2 separate regions of the Pan troglodytes genome follow, and region 2 is linked to region 1. A link is a contact called in public Hi-C data. All regions are on one chromosome and are shown on one strand. Each heading gives the region's core, a stretch centred on a gene start, on an enhancer-like site or on the middle of the called end of the contact. The rest is flanking DNA. Distances are from core to core; before and after follow the strand shown. Region 1 holds the start of SGK1 (serum/glucocorticoid regulated kinase 1). Region 2 overlaps LOC104006989 (a long non-coding RNA gene).

Region 1 (3,826 bases), core at 839-3,338:
CAACTGCGGGAGACAGAACAAAGTCATTCTGGGTTGCAAATGAATTTAATTAGTTTTGACATATACAGCAAAAGAACAACTGCAGGAAGTGGCCCCGAGTAATCTATTAACTATAAACCTGACAGGTTGAAGGAAATGCTAATTCTGGTAACATTCTCCCCACCAAAAATCTTTGAAAACTTTTTTCTCAAACTAAAACAAAGCAGGCTGTGCAGAGACACTAAGAGTTGACTTCTATCCCCCCTGCTCACCTCTCCACCATTAATGTAGTCTAAGACAAAGTACAATTTGTCAGCAGTCTGGAAAGAGAAGTGAAGGCCCACCAGGAAAGGGTGCTTCACATTCTTCAACAGAACATTCCGCTCCGACATAATATGCTTCTCCTAGGAAAATGACGATTCAGATTTAGTGGCATGTTTCAACTTGGCACCAACATTCCAGGATCAAGATTATTCAAGGAGTGTCTACCGCCAATGCCAGCCCCATCAAGCACATCTCATACCTCTTTCTTTTTCAGGATTGCTTTCTTCTGTAAAACTTTGACTGCATAGAACACTTCTTCTGCCTTGTGTCTTGCTAGAAGAACCTGAAATTTCAATTTAAAAAAAATCATTTTTCTATCCTCATCCAGGGAGAATGTAAAAGAGGACACGAAGGAAGTGTACCAAAAGATCTTCAGATTTGAAATTACCTTTCCAAAACTGCCCTTTCCGATCACTTTCAAGAAGTGAAAGTCAGATGGTTTAGCATGAGGATTGGACGACGGGCCAAGGTTGATTTGCTGAGAAGGACTTGGCTAGAAAAAAAAAAAAAGAATTTCTTTTAATACCATTGCTTCAAAGGAAGACATCTATAATATAAACGATGTAGAAAATGTTACATCTACAAATGACTGATGCAAATGACCATACATCTATAAACATTCAAAACTACATTTCATCACATTTCAAATGAGTATGGAAACTGCACACAATCATGTTGTTTCAGACAGATAAAACCTTTTTATGAAATATGCCTTTTAAAATAACCACTTTGGAAGTAAAATATGCCCAGGAAAAAAAATAATACTCTGACTCAATACTTAAATATTTATATCACTTGTTATGCCATAATGAAGCATTCCTGCCTTGATACTAATTTCTAGAAATGCTATTTTAATCCATTAATGTAGGAATACTAACTGACTCCCTTACAGTTCTCCACAGATGCACGGCACATACAAAAACTTACTGGAGGAGAAGGGTTGGCATTCATAAGCTCAGGCTCCTGAGGTTGGGAGATTTTCAAGATGGACTGAACTTCAGGGCTGCAGAGAATAAAGGGCACGATTTAGAATCCAGCTCGCCACTAGGGGGCACACCAACATCAAAAGTGAGTTTCTGGCTCTACCGACTTCTACCCGGATAATTCACTGTTTAAACTGAAAATACCCCAATACATTAGTCAGTTAAAGAAAATAATAAACCCCATTAAATACAGAAATAAGGATTGTTGCTCATGGAGAAAGGCCGTGAATTCGGCCGACACGAACCATTTATCTTACATCTCCAGTTCAAGCCAAATCAGCAAATTAACTTTAATGTTTAAAATGTGTCAAATATATTAGAATTTAAGGAGAAATGAGATCCCCACCCCAGAAGAAGTCTTCGCCTTCCCGATAAACGCCGTGATGAGAATGTTTACCGCTGGCAAATTCAAACTATACTAGTTATTTCCTCAAATCCGGTCAAACTTACTGTTTGCATGCATAGGAGTTATTGGCAATCTTCTGAATAAAGTCGTTCAGACCCATCCTCCTCTGCTTCATGAAAGCTGTGGATGAAGGAGGAGAAATAAAGAAACGTTTAGACGGCTTCATAACGTCCGGCGCCACACACACTAATCTGATCCGGGACTTTGAAAAAATTTCCACTTTGCGTCTCCTGGAGCAGAAGTCCCACAAGATTCCTGAACTCACCGATGAGAACTGCCACCATGCCCCTCATCCTGGAGTAAGTGAGGGTGCCCTTAGCAGCCTCAGTTTTCACCGTCATCACCACCGCGGGGACACAGAAAGACGTTAGCGCTCAAAGACCGGCTCGGCGTATGCTGCGCCAGGCCGCGCGCTCGGCCCTATAAACAAGGCACCGCCGCGGGGGCGGGGCCTGCGCGACACTGAGAAGTGGCCCCGCCCTTCGCCTCGCCCTTCGCCTCGCCCCTCGCCCCGCCCCGACGGCCTCGCGGTTTGCTGGCGGCTACGCTGCCTGCGGCGGGCGGTTCTGTCCCCATTGAGAGGGCGAGCCCCGGGCGGGGGCGCGAGGACCGCCCGGGGACGGCCTGGCGCAGGGCCGTTATCAGTCTCCATCGGCTCCTGGGGCAGGAGAGAGAGAACGCGCCGGCGGAGGGGGCGGGGAGGGCCGGAGAGCCCGGGGTAGTTTTCCACCTCTCTCATTTATTCCGCCGCCGGAGAAAGCCGGGTTCGCAGCGCCGAAGCGCTTCCCGGCTGGTGCGCGGCGGCCACGGTGGCTTAGCTCACTGTCCCTGCAGATACCCTCTCCCTGGCCAGGCGCCGTCCTGCGGCCGGACCCCCACCCTCCTCCCCAGCCCGAGCCGGCGGTGCGCGCCACCCTCCGGGGTTTATCCCTGGGGCGCAGGCCTCCGCGCGCGACCTCGCCTGCCAGGTCCTCCCGTTCCCGCCGCCGGGACCCCGGCCCCGAGAACTCCGACGAAAGCCGGCCCCTGCCTCCGAGCCGCTCTGGGGAAGTGAGCCAAGCCCCCAGCGGGGCCGGCGGCGGCGCTTACCCAGTCCGCTCAGCAGGAAGGACTCGCTCCTTTTCTGCGCCTCGGCCCTCTTTTTGTGGCGGGGCCGCAGCAGGGACTCGAGCCGGGCTCTGGCCAGCGCGCCCTGCATCTCCCCCATGGGCAGCGGGCGGCGGGGCGCGCGGCAGACGAGAGCGACCGGCGAGCACTGACGTTTCCTTGAAGGAGCCGCCGTGACTCAGGCCGGGCAAGATTTCCTGCCCCGAGTCCCAAAACAAACAAATGGCCCTTGTGCACGGTCGGGTCGCTTCCGAAAACGCCTTTTTTGTGCTTTTGGCCAAAACCAAGCAAGGCTGAAAAATCCCAGAACTTGGAAGAGGAGGAAGGAAGGAAAGAAAGAGGGAAAAGGGGGAGGGAGAGGTCAGGAATGTGGAGGGGAGGGGGCGGAAATAAAAGTCGTCTCTGCACTAAAGGAAGAAGTACAATCTGCATTTCACTTTTTTTTTTCTGAAGTAATCTCTGAGAACATTTTGTCCGTTCCGCATGTAATTTTTTTCCTTGCATTTTTAATCTCTGCCATGCCAAGAACACGTGAGGAGGTAACAAGCGAAGGGAGGGGTAGCTTTGCCCGGGGGCCGACCTGGCGTGACCCGGGCATCCTCGATTCCTCTGTGGGGCCTGCTCCTCTCCCGCTGTCCCACCTGAAAACCCTGCAGGTCATGATACATGGTCTTAAAATCGTCCCTACCCTCCCTGGGTTTAACTCAAGGCTGCCCCAGGGCTTCTTAGTTTTGCCACCTCGCTCTTTCTTTATATGAGTCCCACATAAACTGTGACTTTATCCTGAAAGATTAGCCGGGTGACTCCGCTGCAGAAGGCAGGGAAGAGAGGGAAGCTGGAGGCGGCGGCCCGGGCTCTGCAGAGCAGCGATGCCGGTGCCTTCCAGTAACCCCGCGGCTGGGGGATGTCTGGGAGCCGCAGCCTGACCGCCGGCGCGGGGATGTGAGCCAGTGCTGGCCGGGAAGCCGCGAGCACAGCGACTGGGCCCGGAGCGGACAGTTACGAGTTACCACTATTCGCAGGGCCA
Region 2 (3,503 bases), core at 433-2,932, 260 kb after region 1:
TACAGATGTATAAAATAATTTCCCTGAAGGGGGTGGGAGGAAAGTTGCTGACCTAAACAACTTTAGAAATGAATGGAGACTACAAGACCAAAGGCAAAATAAACTGTAGGTAAGCACTGTATTCTCGTCAATAAAGTTGCATCTCAGGAGTATAGTTTGATTTTGAGGGCGTTATTCATGTGTACTGGTATTGAGCAAATAAATGAGTGGATGGTGGATGGTGGGAGCCAGGTTTCTCACTGTTGGAGTGGAAGGTGACATACAAAGACAGGAAAGAGGCTAGAATGATCCATGTGGTATAGGATTAGAGTTGAGACAACTGTATGCACTCACATTTAGCTTAATATAGATACGAATAATTACATATATAAATACTTATAGATATGTGTACATATAATTATTAGAACACACGTATATATTTCCCTGTTCTGTCAACATTCCAGTAGCAAGAAGATCTTGATTTCTTTTATTTATTTATTTTTTTGAGATGGAGTCTCGCTCTGTCCCCCAGGCTGGAGTGCAATGGTGTGATCTCGGCTCAGTGCAACCTCCACCTCCCGGGTTCAAGTGATTCCCTGCCTCAGTCTCCCAAGTAGCTGGGATTCAAGGCGCCCACCACCAAGCCCGGCTAATTTTTTGTATTTCTAGTAGAGACAGGGTTTCACCATGTTGGCCAGGCTGGTCTCGAACTCCTGACCTCAGGTGATCTGCCTGCCTCAGCCTCCCAAAGTGTTGGGATTACAGGCGTGAGCCACTACACCCGGCCCCGATCTTGATTTCTAATACCATTCTCCAATGGTTACTTGGAGACATGGCTGATTTTAGGACGGGGAAGGGAATACCTAAGATAAGCCTGCAGCATCTTGTAGTTCCAGAAGGCAAGGAGGCACTCAAATGAGAGCAAAAAATAAAAAAATTAAAAAAAAAATCCACAGTGATGGGAATATGTCAAAAAGACACATGGCTGAAAAAGTTCCCAATGGCCAAAACTGAAACAATTTAAGCAAATCAATCAATCGATCAACAGTGCACTGTTGGACTATAACTCAAAGCTTAAGATAAATATCCACATGCCCATACTGATGAAAATAAGTGATTAAAGAACTGAACAAATAGGAGAGAGTAGACAAATCCTCAGTGCAGAAGAATTCCAAATGATTTTTGTAAACCTAATTTTTATACCTATAATTTTCATTTCAATGTCATAGAAAACTAAGTGAATTACTATGAATACTATATTTGTAGAGGAAAGACTAAGGGATGGTAAGGCTGCAGAGCATCCTGCAATTAAAATGAGAAAACCGAAAGTCAAACAAAGTCATCAGTGGGCAGATTTTTATATACTTCAGCCTTAGGTTTCCTTGGTAATAACCCTATCTGGCAACTACTACTTATTCCTACATAGATCTTAAGAACACAGCTCTCTGGAGTCTCCTCATACCTATTTGAATAACGAGGTGTATGTGTCCTCATACAAGAGCACATTCACTTCCACCTATGCACACCCTCGAGAAGAGAAAGGAATGGAATATTTTTGTTTTTATTTGTAGCTAAAACAAGATTTCACTGTTTACTAGTTTCTAAATACCAAAACAATGATGGGATTCTGTCATCTTCCTGGTCACTTACTGCTCATCGCTCACTGTGTGGGGAGTGCAATGAGTCAGTGGCAAATGCTTTGCAGACACGCCCCTTGTTCATCTGAAACGCACAAAGGAGGGGTGGGCTGTGTGACTAAGCCTCTGTGTGGATTCTTACAGTAAGTTATGTTTCTGAGAAACAGGCACTAACAATAGCTCATTTAAAAAACAAAACACAACGAAATAAGCACCATTACAATTGGTGAAAAACATGTTTAATCTTTTGCCTAAGAAAGTTTTGATAGCCCAACATAATTGAAATGGTGGCTATGCATCGTTCCACCCTAGTTACTCTTAACGGCATGTTTTGAGTCACCAAACATGCGTCCTGCTCATCCTTGCCCAGGCAACTGTGAACGACAGCCCTTTCCAGAGGACCTCAGAATGACAGGGGCATGTCACAGCACCTTCCTTTCTTCCAAGAAATGCCAAGTCACAGGGGGTGTTCACTTATTCTCAAGTGACATTCTTGTCCTTAAAATATTTTTTTCCTCCATTATGGTTGTGACAATTGTTAGCATAAATATTAGCCTGAAAGAAGGACAATTCTTATGAAGCCCAAATTGGGTTTAAGTTATAAGTAACAGTGTGTTTTTAAAAAATAACTCATCCTCATCATACAACCAGATAAAGTAGAAATCAATTGTCATATAAGATATACAAAATTTGGGTATAAATAAAAAGATAACAACTGGATTAAAATGATCCTTTGCCATATTTTACTCTCTTGGAAGTGAATTCTGAGCATACATATAATGATATGCCTAAAAAGTGTCAATGACACAGCTATTGTCAATGAAATTAAGGAAATAAAAGACCCAAAATGCTCATACTTAAGATTTGTTAATCCTTATCCCTGGTCAACATTCTATGCAGATCTGAAACTGAAACTATTGCAAAATGATGCAAGACGGTAAGTACTCTCTGGAGTTTGGGTGCATTATTTTTGTAATTCCTTTTATGTAATGGAACTATTTCTTTTTCCAGGGCCATATAAACACCTGAAGAGAGGACAATGTCAGGTCGACAGATTGTGGAATTTAGATTCAGCACCTAAGCTATTTGAGGTTGACACTCACTGAAATCTTGAGTGTTTGCACCTGCTGTGGAATAAGTCATTGTCCTTGGACACCTTACAAGGTGGAGTTTGTGCACATTTGGGAAGAAGGAGGCGGCTGGCAGAGTGACTTCCTTATCGACCCACTCACCAGCATCTCCATCTCCCTCAGAGGGTGCTGTCCACCTACCGTGTTTTGTTTACATCAGTAGCAAAGACATATGAATCATCTTCCACTTTTTAGCTATGAATGAAGAAGTAACCTCTGACACCCACTAGTGCGACTGGCCCTTACATGCTGGTATATGTCAGACTCTTAGCATCACTCTCATTTCATACTGCTGTTGATGATGTGAATTTTGGAAATATTCTCCCCTATTGGGTCTTTCTCCATGACAGATGATGTCCTTTGGCTTCGGTTTTTTGCCTAAGAACTGTAAGTGGTGCTTGCTAGCTCTACTAAGAATCCTGCCATTGTTGCAAATTTCAGAAAAAAGGTAATGCATTTAAGGAAATTTTCCCTTTGTTACAATTATTTTCTTTCTCTATTAAGTAGCTTATAATTAGGATAAAGAGATTACAGAAACAGGGATGGAGAAGGACGGGTTGAGGGGAGGAGAGAGAGTGCTGGAGAGACAATATCATCACTAGGAAAAGACACGAGTAAAAAAATAGCGCAAACAAGAATTATGCTCCTCAAAAAAGAGCTTTCTGGTCACCTTGCAAGGATTCTATAAAAGTTACAGGTTACAATCGAAATAAGTAAAATATTTAGTTAACAAGGAAATGTGCATCGTGCACATAAT

What was found. Hi-C and Micro-C count contacts between places; a contact is called where the count stands out from the background.
Region 2: a contact with region 1 is called in a Hi-C map of stem cell-derived neural progenitor cells, with 3 times the contacts expected there. The contact joins the enhancer-like site here to the promoter of SGK1 in region 1. A contact is called at or near these places in 2 of 7 Hi-C or Micro-C datasets (induced pluripotent stem cells and stem cell-derived neural progenitor cells).

Annotation. Positions count from the first base shown.
Region 1 is chr5:146,038,570-146,042,395 of NHGRI_mPanTro3-v2.0_pri, forward strand. It overlaps SGK1 (serum/glucocorticoid regulated kinase 1), which reads right to left and starts at 2,089. Exons shown (of 12, transcript NM_001302422.1): 1 at 1,958-2,089; 2 at 1,737-1,812; 3 at 1,231-1,306; 4 at 692-796; 5 at 503-586; 6 at 252-383; 7 at 1-3. The coding sequence starts at 2,033.
Region 2 is chr5:146,301,464-146,304,966 of NHGRI_mPanTro3-v2.0_pri, forward strand. All of the region lies in intron 4 of LOC104006989 (a long non-coding RNA gene), which reads right to left. Among named protein-coding and RNA genes, the nearest start is that of SGK1, 260 kb to the left of the region's middle. Within about 2 kb of position 1,683, at least 8 of the 24 cell types and tissues checked have an H3K27ac peak or open chromatin away from gene starts, as enhancers often do. A contact at or near this core is called in stem cell-derived neural progenitor cells, where this site is marked.